Linked DNA regions of Mus musculus: region 1 is linked to region 2. Evidence: chromatin contacts called from public Hi-C data. All regions are on one chromosome and are shown on one strand. The core of a region is the stretch at or near the end of the contact, and the rest is flanking DNA. Distances in the headings are between cores, read along the strand shown.

The links. A called contact is a pair of places that touch in the nucleus more often than the background predicts.
Region 1: a Hi-C map of uterus shows a contact between it and region 2, with 5 times the contacts expected there. The contact joins the promoter of Sulf1 here to the enhancer-like site in region 2. A contact is called at or near these places in 4 of 484 Hi-C or Micro-C datasets (cerebral cortex and uterus) and 2 of 115 datasets of contacts at active chromatin or transcription factors (craniofacial prominence and embryonic stem cells).

Annotation. Positions count from the first base shown.
Region 1 is chr1:12,691,128-12,697,136 of GRCm38.p6, forward strand. It overlaps Sulf1 (sulfatase 1), which reads left to right and starts at 1,303. Exons shown (of 22, transcript NM_001198565.1): 1 at 1,303-1,557.
Region 2 is chr1:11,994,557-12,000,619 of GRCm38.p6, forward strand. No RefSeq gene overlaps it. Among named protein-coding and RNA genes, the nearest start is that of Gm30898, 19 kb to the left of the region's middle. Within about 2 kb of position 2,030, at least 10 of the 459 cell types and tissues checked have an H3K27ac peak or open chromatin away from gene starts, as enhancers often do. A contact at or near this core is called in uterus, where this site is marked.

The DNA of each region.
Region 1 (6,009 bases), core at 53-2,552, 700 kb after region 2:
TATATAACATCACAGAACCTTGCGAGACAACAACAACAAGAAAGCCAATCAGCCAATGCTGCTTGTAACTGAAAAAATTATTTTCATGACATTGATATGCCAAACACAGCTACCTATCGGTAATCTGGATCTTTTAGGCTTTAGGGAAGTTTAACCCCCTCCCCCACCCTCCCCCACCCTCCCCCACCCTCCCCCACCCTCCCCCACCCCATAAATGATTGGTTTTCTCACCACAAACCTCAAAAGGTGTAATAGTTAAATGTTAGCTTCCAACAGGCACAGTTAGGCAGTAGATGGTATTTAAAATTCCTCTTTACTCTTTAAGATTATCCAAATTCCTTGGATGTCTCATGGAATTTTTGAAAGAATAAGATTTTTTTTAAGTAATGAATTTATTTCTCAATATCTTCTTATATGTAAAAAAAATCTAACACTTTTCTGAATCAGGTTATTAATGTAAATACTTTTATAAATACAATTCAGAAAACTGCATTTTGAAAAAAGTACACAAGAAGGATGTATTTAAACAACCCCAAACTGAAAATATTTCAAAGCAAAATTATTAATGAGACGCTTGAGTTACGCGGATGTAATAAGCACAATTAACTAGAAACCAATAAAAACAATTACTGGCAGAGTGTAGCCTTCTAGTACCAGGAGCTGTAATACCGAGATGGCTGTGGGTGTAGAAAGTGATTAAAAGCCACCTTTATCTAGGAAAGCATGAGTTGCTTTGGAGAAGTAGAGTGAAATGGTTTTCATTGACCGTCTCTCTGGTTTAGCCTGAGAGACACGTGAAGAGCCCAGTGAGAAAAAGAAGTTTCGGCTCAAAGCTGCGACACCACCCCCCAAGCCCTTTCAGGAATGTTTGAGGCGGCCGCCCCCAATCAAAGGGAGGCAGGAGTTTAGATTTCAAAATGTAGATGTCACATTTCAGTGCAAACTACTCCCACATTTAACACTTTATCAGCATGACAAGAAGAATCTTTTATCTCCCGTGGGGTGATGGGGGGAGCGGCTTGCTGAGGACATTGCCCTCAATAGATTAGCTGTAAAAGATTTTTAGTGTTCCTGGGCATCCCACCGAGAACCCCCTCCACCCACCCAGGAGCACAGAGACTTGTGAAAAGTAACGCACAACTGGCCACCAGAATAATTCATTCGCTCTACCTTCCCCGCCGCACCTCCCACTCCTCCTTTTGTAGCAGTTCTTTCTCTCCGAAAATCTCAGGTTACTTGGCTGGGGAGTTCTCCGACCTCCCCGTCCCTGCCCAGCCCTCCGCCTCCAATCCGTAAGAGACTCTCAGCCCCAGCAATTGGATTGGGCAGCCTGTCTTGACACAGCACTGTGCTGAGTGCTTGAGGACGTGTTTCAACAGATGGTTGGGGTTAGTGTGTGTCATCACATTCGAGTGGGGATTAAGAGAAGGAAGGCTGCCCTGCTGGAGCTGTGTGGTCTTCTCCAAGTGAGAGTTGCAGGCAAATCCAAGTACTTGGCTTTGGGAAAGAGGAGGAGGAATTCATTTGCAGCAGCCACAAGAAACGCAGTATTTTCAGGTAAAGTAAAAGACACCAAATCAATTCTCTCTCTCCTCTCCCTCTCCTCCTCTCCTCTCCTCTCCTCTCCTCTCCTCTCCTCTCCTCTCCTCTCCTCTCCTCTCCTCTCCTCTCCTCTCCTCTCCTCTCCTCTCCTTCTCTCTCTCTCTCTCTCTCTCTCTCTCTCTCTCTCTCTCTCTCTCTCTCTCTCTCTCGCCGTAGTTTGGAATGGAATGTAATGCTAGCCCAGCACACTTGTCAAAGCCGGTCCTCGCCGTTCCATCAATGCTGCTATTGTACGACTGACAGATAACAGTGCACATAGCTCTGGCTCGGCTGTCTTTGTAGCGCTAATGCTTCTCCTGCGTTGCTTTTGAAGGTGTAACGAAGATACTGTCTTCGGGAGCCCGGGTGCCTTGAGGTTCCCGTTATAGGCGCAGAAGAGTAGGTGTAGACTGCTCATCAAGGATGGGCAAGGCCAAGAAAGCGTTGATTTTAGCTCTCACCATTAAAGAGTTCACTTTAAACTGTTGCGTTCTTCTCAATAAGAAAAGATTCTTCTAAGCCGGCAGAGTCGGAAACGCTTTGTTAACCGAATTTGTGGAAGGTAGATTGCGTCGATTTGGGATGGAGCAAGAGTGGCTTTTAATCATTTCTGAAGACTAAGTCCGGGAACTCCTCAGGAGAAAAGGGCTGGCTCCCGTCGGTGCAGTCTTTGGGTCGGCTCTGAAACAAAAATACTTAGAGCTGGAAGCCAAGCAAAGAGGGGGGGTAGGGGGAAATGGCTCTCTAACGTAGCCCGGTTGCAGCTGCGGGGGAGCAGATGGATGTAATTCACTTGCAGATCTGTGTGTGAGTTTTACAAGTCAGGAAAAACTAAAGCAGCATAGCTAGGATGGATCATTAAAGTCGCTGCATTTATAGGCTTTAAACAGTGTTAATTAAATGTAAATAGATGTTCAGCCCCGGCTATAAACAAATAAACACAAAGATTTTAATTACAAGTTAGTCATTGGAAATTAATGGTCATGGGGTGCCGAGCAACAGTAAGTGAGTTGTCATCTGATGTGTGGCTAACTGCTCTGCCAAAATCACCCACCAGGATTTAATTGAATGGAATATAACAAGGGACATTACATGCAACATCTTATGTCGAAAAAAAAAAAAAGCCTTTCAAATCAGTGCCTTATTTTCTGAGGGATTAAGAAGGTATTTTTATTTTTCAAGTGTTTGAGCAAAATGGGTGAGTCTGGGTTACTTCTTGCACTGCATTCAGAGACTGACTCTTTCTGAGAAACCATATACCTGCACTGTGGAAGAACCTGGCCCTACAAGAATTGCAAATTGGATAGGGAAATCCAACTTGGTCCTTACTCTTTGCAGGTGAGAGATTTTTGTATACAACACTACATCTGGGATGTTTGCAAGTAGGAGCTATGTAATAGGTAGAGCAACAGGATGAATGCCTGGGACTCTGGTTTGACTCAAGGTCTCTAACATTCGGTTTCAGGGTTCAGTCTTACATTTTTGTGATCATACAGCTGACTTTCAAAGCTCGTTTTTTTTTAAAAAGTTAAAACAAAACCAGTATCCCAGTATGGTGCAGAGGTGTTTGTTTTTCAGAATGTCCTGGCCAAGGTTCGAACATCTTCAGGGAGAAGCATTCTCCCACCAGTGACTGAGCATTATCTGAGTCCCAATATTACATAACCAAAATGAAATAGGACTTAGTTCACAAGCTGACACCGTTTGTAATTCCATTCATTCCATATTAGTTTTACTGTGGAACTGAAGTTTCAAAAGTGAATAGGGAAAGGGAGACTAATATCTCCCACCATATCAGGATGGGAGCTCCTTACTGCATGGAGCAAGTTCAGAGCTTACCGACCAGGCCATTTGGTACCATTGTAGCATCATTTTGGGACAACATAAAGCCCTGCTGTTGGGCTGGCTTTCACCCAAGGAGATGTCCCACAGTGGTATTCTAACAAAGGCAAGGACAAAGTTCTGCCTATGAATGGAAGCCCCACATGGGCCCCAGGAGCCTATGCCTGGAGACTGATCACCAAGTTGGCTGCTCAGAAGGTAGATAATGTGGGAGATTCCCCTTCTCCCATCCCAAAGATTCACCTGTCCAAGGCAGCAGAGCACAAACAAGATACTGAGTGTTGGCACATAGTAAATTCACACCTTGAAGACACAAACTTATGTTTCTGTCTCCCTAACAAAGCAATGTAAAATAACTCAATGAACAGAAAACGCTAACTTAAAAGACAGAGACCACAGGCCAATCTCCATTTCTTGGCAAAATCTGGATCTACCTGGTCCAACTGGAAAACATTGAGAGACTTATTTGTGGTGACTTCTACATCCCTCAGTGTGACATTTGGTCTCTTCCTGACAAGACTAGGCTGCCAACACATGAGTCCCATCAGTGTTCTAACAGCTGTAGGAGAGTTTGAACACGTAGGGGTCTCTCTCAGGGAAAGAACCTGAGTGGGGTGAGGTTCTGTGTGTCCTGTAGCTGTGTCCTAGGTTTGAATCAAGGTGACATTTCTGAGATGTGAATGGAAAGCTTGATTAATGACAGTTACAAAATTCACTTTTATGATGAGGGTTAGGGAAATACATTTATTAGGGTACTGATAGATTGAATGGGGACCTCCATCAAGACACTAAAGTGAGTGCCTGTATCCTGTTTCCATCTGGGGAACTTAATGGGCCATCAGACAGATTGTTGTAACCATTTCAATTGTCATGGTTCAGCCAAGTGGCAAGTGTGACACTTTTCTTTTCCTAACTCCCTGCGCATAGAGTAAGGTTTCGGATTTGAAACTTCTGTTCTTTCAGTCTCAAAGGGGAATTTCCAATACTGAGTTGTGTATAATATTGGATGTCCCCAGCCTTTGCCATGTGAATCAGGCCACCTAATGGTTCCAGTCAGGACATCTGGTTCTCCCCCCCCCCCCCCCCCGCCCCCCCACGCAAAACTGCATAGCCAGAATGAATTTAAGGAGATTTCAGCTTTATATGCTGATCTAAATATTTGTATTTTTGTCATTATTGACATTGGAACAAAGAGGCTTTGTGTAAAGTTAAATATGAGTCCATATGATTAAATCACCTTTATGTAAGATCTGTGGAAAAAAAAGTCAATAGAAGGTATTTTGCAGGGGAAAAAAATGCCTGAAAATGTTTCCTGTTTAAAAATATTTTCAATTCAATCTCAATATGCTGGGGAGGAAGGGGGAGCATGTGAGTTCCTCTCAGCCTCTTCCCTCCACCCCAGCATTTCACTCTTCTCCTCTTCCCTACAGCCAATCTGTCATCAAATCCTAAGAGCCCTTCCTTTAATATATCTTCCACATCTGGCCTGCAGCTACTGCCCCAGTGCAATGATTCTCTTACATGTGGGCTGTTGGAACAGTCTCCTAACTGGTCCTCTTTGTCTCCATTTCCCTCTGTTTGTGAATGTGCTGGCAACTGAGGCCTCAGGCACAGAAAGCCAGGTATTCCTCCACCGAACTACACCTTTACATACTGGTCCACTGATAGTTAGCCTCAGTTTTCCAGCCATACTCCCACCCCATCCCACAATAGTGAAAACTGTGTCTTGACCCCAACTACAGTGACCAGGTCAGTGTCCACACATAAGTCTCTGTCCTAATTATTTGCATCCCTGTTGAGTGGGAAGTGAGCTCATATCATGTATGATGTTCATCTGGAGGCCTTGGAATGAAACCCAGGGCCTCTGTGTGCTGAGCAAGTGTTCTCCACCGAGCTACACTCTAAGGCCACATGGTTCTTTCTGGTTCTACATTCATAAACCTGTGTATGAAAAGAATCATTTCACTCACCCCCCTCTACTTACTCATCTTTCAGAGTTTTAGCTTGATCTCTACATTCTCCCAAAGGCCCCCCATCCACTCACACTAATGGGAGCCTTCCTTCTCTCAGTGCTGGTCCTTAGCTAGTGAGTTATACATGGCTCTTCAGGTAAGGTGTAATGTTTTACATTCATCTCCACATAGTGTGTTCTCCAGCTCACAGAGACACTCAGACATTGAAGGAGCTTTCTAGTAACCTCATTCAGAGCTGTGAGTCAACTCTTAGTGCTTTCTCCTCATCTGTCCATTACAAAGGAGGAACAAGCATGAAACTCAATTGATTTTATTTTAAGAGCCCTTAGGGGAAGCAACACTTGTAATCAAAATGTGAAATTATTGTCCCAAGTCGAGATCGTTAGGTAAAAAATTTCCATTTACTTCAACATCCCTTGATGACTCTGATAGGAGTTACACCTATGACTTGCCCCTCTGTCACTTAAAATACCAACTATGGCTGTAGATCTGGATAGTCCAAGCCCATTTTCTAATCCAGAGATGATATTACTTGTCTATACAACCTTGAACAGGGGAACAAACAATGGTTAGTTACATGTCTGTAAGATGGATAAAGGGTTACTTAGAATGT
Region 2 (6,063 bases), core at 780-3,279:
ACATGCCAAAATTTCTGATGGATTGTGAGTAATATTATACTCAGCTTTCCACAACTGCAACAGAATATTTGACATAATCAACCTAAAAAGAGAAACATCTTGTTTGGGCTCATGGTTTCAGGGCTTTCTGTCTCTGACTATTTGGCCCTCTTGCTTTAGGGCTACAGTAACACAGTGCACCATAATAGGAGGAGCTAGGATCCCAATAATTCTGTCAAGTGCACTCACAACGGCCTAACTTTCTCTACTATTCCTGTTTCCTAAAGATTTCATTGCTTCCCATTATTGCCAGAAGCCCGAGACCAAGCCTTCAACAAATGGGCCTTTGGTGCACATTCAAGATGAAACTGTAGTTATTAAGACCCATTTGGCTGTAAGGCTGGAGAGGCCCTGCTGAGCTACACCAGGATAGCCTGAGAAAGTTTATTAAGGGACCAAAGCCTGGCCTTATTCTCGTGTGCACTGTGGTCTAACCAGCATGAATGCTTCCATTCCTTGCTTACAACACCATCATCAGGCTTGCCACAGCTATTGTTAACGGTAGTGAAAATTAGAAAGAAAAAAAAATCAGTCTTCTTGTCCTAGCTGCTCCTGATTCAGATTCTGTTTGAGAATTGTGACCATAGAATGAGAGCATGGAGCAAGAAGGTCAATATCTATTACTCTTGACCTGCTCTGAGAACAAAAACACACTGTTCACAAGTTACAGTAAAGTTGCCAAGGGCAACATTGCAGTTTACAAAACAAATTCCTTTATCTACATCTTGCCCACATCCCAAAAAGGAAGTAAGGAACAGCAGACCATTGCCCTTTGCAAATACTCTTCTATGGTTAAGCTAACGTTCATTGAGTTTTATACGCATAGATGACCTCTGTATCTACAGATTCTAGGTGCATGGTTTCAATCAGTGCCCATCAAAACTGCTTGGAAGACAGTTGTACCTATCATGGTGATCCTTCCACCTTGTTGTTAGCTTCTAGGCAATACTGTATGGGCATCTGTTTATATTTACATATACTGGTAATAATTAATACTCTACAAATATTTAAAGAATATGGGACAATTATAGTTATTATATGCAAATTAGACACCATTTTATTTAAGAACCTAAGCCCCTTTAATTGTGGCACTCCAGAGTCATGCAGAGAGTCCTGCCACCCATCTTTCTGGTGACAAATGGATGGGTCCATTTATCTGTTAATACTTATACCAAACTTCCGTAACAATGTGAACATGGTTACATTTATTTTGTAGATGAGAATGGGTGTAGAGTCACTGAAGAAAATCTAACAGCTATGCTTTAACAATGGCTTAGATGTACCTCTGTTTCACATAGATTTCATAATCCAAATGATCAAAAGAAAGACAATCCACAGTTGGAAGAGTCTGAAGAAAGTGCCTCTTGGACTTGGCATCAGTATTTACTTTATTGAGAATATCTTATCAATTTCTGATACTCTGGCTTTTCTATGCCATGTTCTGAGCTCATTCACTAGTTCTGGCAGGAAGTCTCCCCCAGTGCTGCATTTGTTAGAAAATGTACGAGCCACTTGTGACAAAACTGAGTAGGCGAGGGATCTTGTACTCACCTTTGTGCTGAGACAAACTTATGAAGGTTTGTTATGTTCTCCACAGTGATAAAAACTCTTTCCTAAGAAAACAAGAGCTTCGAAGGCCGTTCATCTTCATGGGTAACCTCAGAAACAACTGCCTTATCTGATGAGCCAGACCCAGCTGCGCTATGCTTCAGCTGGAATCGATGCTCTGGCCACTCTATAATAATTAATTGAACACAATATCTGAGGCCTCAAACCCCCTGAACCTTCAATTCCCTTTATTACCCCAGTTTTATTGCTGCTAGAACAACTATGTCTATGTGCACTCCCACCCCCGACTGGGAGTGCTCTCACATAATTTAGCTCTCTCTCTTCCCAGAACTTCAAGTGCTGAAAACCAAAATGATCTTGTCTGGGACATGTGAATATATATGGCTCATGAGAAATCAACTGAGCTGGGAATAGCCACTCAGGCCATAACTTTAAATCCACTGTGGGCTAAGAAAAGCAAGGCTCCTTGGGGGAGTGAAGCTGCCTATGCTAAGAGAGCCAAAATTTTCCCCCAATTTCTGACTGTTATCCCAGAGAGTCCACTCTGTTCTCCTGTATTATGTTGTTGTGAGGAATGTGTGACAGTTCAGTTCAGTGCATCTCTGTGTCCTTGGGGTATTCTTGTTTCTCTGATGATTTCTTGGCTTTTCCAAGAAGTCAGATGTATATAATATCCAGAGCAGAATTCCATGGGAAATCTCTTCATGACCAGACTTGTGGGAAAGGTCAAGGCCAGATGGTATTAAAGAAATGATAATTCTTCTCACATGCCCTTTAAACAAGGCCAGATGCCGAGAAGCCCCCATGGAATAAGATTGTGTCTGGTCCTCTAAAATCTGGCTCATTGGAAATTCAGGTGTGTGTGTTATTGTGAGCATGTGTGTGTGTGTGTGTGTGTGTGTGTGTGTGTGTGTGTGTGTGAGTGATTTTGTCCATTGGTAAGCAAAATCCTTTGACACAGGAGTTCTTCTCTTAGGTATTGCCCACCACCAGCTAGTGAAAGTTTACACAATCTCTCTATGTGTGTGGGTTCTGCATGCTTAGATTCAACCAAAAGCAGCACATTGATAAATCTGAAGAAAGAAAAAAAATGCATCTGTAGTGTTATATTTTTATTGTTGTCATCATTCTCTAAGCGGTGCATTGTACCTATTAATATGGGGTTTGCATTGCATTGGGTATTAAATAACCCACAAGTACTTTTAAGAAATACACAGGGGGAGGTTCTCTGGCCAAATGCAAATGCTGTGCTACTCTGCATAAAAGACTTGCACACTCTCATATTCTAACATGCATTACTATAAAGGATATAAGAAAAGCACAGTGCCTCATGCCTGTAACTCCAGTACTTAAAAGCAAGGTAGCAAGACCCTAAGAGTTTGAAGCCAGCCTAACCTGTAATGTGAGACCCTATCTCAGAAAATAATTTTTAAAAACCCTAAAAATAGAACTTGCTAAGAGTCCCTAAACTAAAAACAAAATCAAGAAACGATGGAAATATATCAGAAATCAGAGCCAGCCAAAGGAGATTACACAGAGGGTAAGGCAGGCAGAGTTCCTAATGCAAGGCTTCTCTGCCATCTGCACGTGGAACTGGTGTTTATTATCTTCCTGGTACATCATGATTTGATCAGCTGGCAAACTCTACTGAGTTGATTATCAGAGTGGGGGGTTTTCCTACATAGGCAGACTGAAAACTGGCCTTGTGATTGAGTTCACTCTCTAATCATTGTTGGCATTTCCAGTGGGTGTCCCTCATCTTGAGTCAATCTCTTGGCTTAATGTATATTCAGATGTGAGCCTAGAGACTCTGAATGAATGATGAAGATTTTCCTATACTTGGAAAATCCAAAGATCAAGTATCAATGAAATTCTCTATTACACCATAGCATGCTTTGACTTCATCCCAAATGGTAATTAACTTTCCTATCTGAAAGTTTCTCATACCCATCTGTCTTAGTTAGGGATACTATTGCTGTGATGAAACACTGTGACCAAAAAGCAAGTTGGGGAGTCCGGGTTTATTCAGCTTATTCTTCCATGTCACTGTTCACCATGGAAGGAAGTCAGGACAGGAACCCAAGCAGAGCAGGATCCTAGAGGCAGGAACTGATACCAAGGCCATGGAGGAGTGCTGTTTACTGGCTTGCTCCTCATGGCTTGCTCATCCTGCTTTCTTAGAGAGTCCAGGATCACCAGCCCAGGGATGGCACCAGACACGTTTAGGCTGCTCCCCAACCCCACTGATCATTAATTGAGAAAACTCCTTAAAGCTTGATCTCATAGAAGCATTTCCTCAACTGAGGCTCCTTCCTCTCTGATGAGACTAGCTTGTGTCAAGTTGACACACAAAACCAGACAGTATACCATCTAAAAATTCTTCAAAAGATTTATTACATGATTGTTACTTCTACTACAGAAGCTTTCTAAATCAATGATGTCTGTCTGTCTGTCTGCCTATCTGTCTATGTGTGCTTTCTGTGTTTCTGTGTAGTGTGTGAGTAGGTAAACATCCCACAACGTGTGTGGGCTCAGAGAACATTTCACAGAATTGGGGCTCTCCTTTCTTCTTACTTGGGTTTAGAGAATTGCACTTATGTCCTCAAGCTTGCACAGCAAGTGTCTTTATACACTGAGCCATGTCAGTAGCACATGCCTGATTGTTCTATGCAGGTTTGTGGATTGAACTTATATCTTTATGCTTTCATAGCAAGCATTATACCAAGCGTGCAATCTCCATAGTTCTTGTTGTTTTTCCTTAACAGCTTCAAAGTTAATTCTTTTATATTTTACCATCATTCATATTCCAATCTTATTTGAATTTTTTAAAGTTTTAATTAATATACTACTCTTTTACAAATAGCTTTTAAAATATACTGTATTTTTTTCATCAGAAAGGCATTTTGTTTTATTCTATCTGACAGCCATCCAGCACTAACTGTAAAATGAGACACCACTTAACTTCTGTAGATGCAGAAGATGTAAGAGTGGGAAATGCAGCATAGTCTTTATGAGAGGGAGTTACTTTAGAATCACACATATTTATATTTTTTAAAAAAAAGACTAAATCTATTTCCTTGATGTTTTACCTTGTACAAGCGACACAGTTTCTCTGAAGTCTGGTTCTCTGTTTTAAAACATGGATATGGTGCCTTCATGAACATTTCAGAGATCAAAGAGCTTGCAGTATTGATCAGCTAATGTGGTCTATACTACAATGGCAACATTTGACAGCAACTTTTTTCAGACATGTGAGGCATAACAGGATGGGTTCTTAAAACGTGCCATTATGAGATTTCATCCTTGGTTGAGGGTCAGAGAATGGCCACAACACCTGATGGTATAGGCCAATTATTGGCTTATCTCAGGAGGCAGTTTAAAGACATGGTAATATACATGCATGAAGTTACTGCCTAGTCAATACGCTGTGTTGTTCTTCAGAGAAGTATGGTTTTTTTATAAAGAAGAGCACACTCTAAAACAGTAATTGAACAGTGCAATAAACTTTGCTTATGAACAAGTAAATAAAAGAAAACTAGTAATGTGGCCATTATCATCATCAAGTATAGTGCACTGCCTAGCTGTGTGCCTGCTTTATGTTGGTGACTAGAAGCACATTGGGCTTGTTTTCAAAGACTCCCTGCCAGCAGGTAGCTAATGTAGAATGGTCCAGTCTTATTACATCTGATTGTAGGCCACTCATTGTACTACCTCTGTCTTAAAGGCAATTTGTTCTCTGTCATTCTATGGTTCCACCAGCTCTGAATTCTCCTTTCCTCGCAGAGGACTTCCAATTCTCATGGTGTTTTGACAGTGTTTTCAGTCTGTGTTGCCCTTAAGTTCTTTCTAGTTTTAGCTCTTCTGGTCTCAAATGTCAGACCTGTGCAGTAAGCACAGGTTTTCCCAGGGTGCTCAGCCGTTTTCACACTTATTAAGTGGTCACTGAAACATCTAAACTCAAACCTGGGTAACATTACCTATAAAATAATATTAGCATGAATGTTAAAACTGAGACATAATTTTTATAATATTTTCTCATACTAATAACTGTTTTCCTTTTTTTAAAAAGTATACCTAAGATGTATTTTTTCTTTAAAACCTTTGTTTTGTATATATCCACAAATAAGAGATTGTTTTCAAAATGGTCTAGTCACTTGCTTTTATTTTCAGTTTTTTGCAATTGTGACACTAATACAGCATGCCCACTTAGAGGTGAAGAATAGATTTTAAGAAGTGGACATTCCCAGGTTATTCTATGAGTGATAAAGCAAGATCCCATGGGTATATGTAACTTACCCCAAAATTTCCAACAATTATTACAGTACCTCTTAGAGAAATTCCTACATACCTCTGTACAACATATGTAAAGGAAACAGCCTTTGGACTAAGGGCTCAGTTAAACCTTAAAAGCAAACCAATCCAAAGCATGAATGACAGAATTAAAACAGCAGTGGG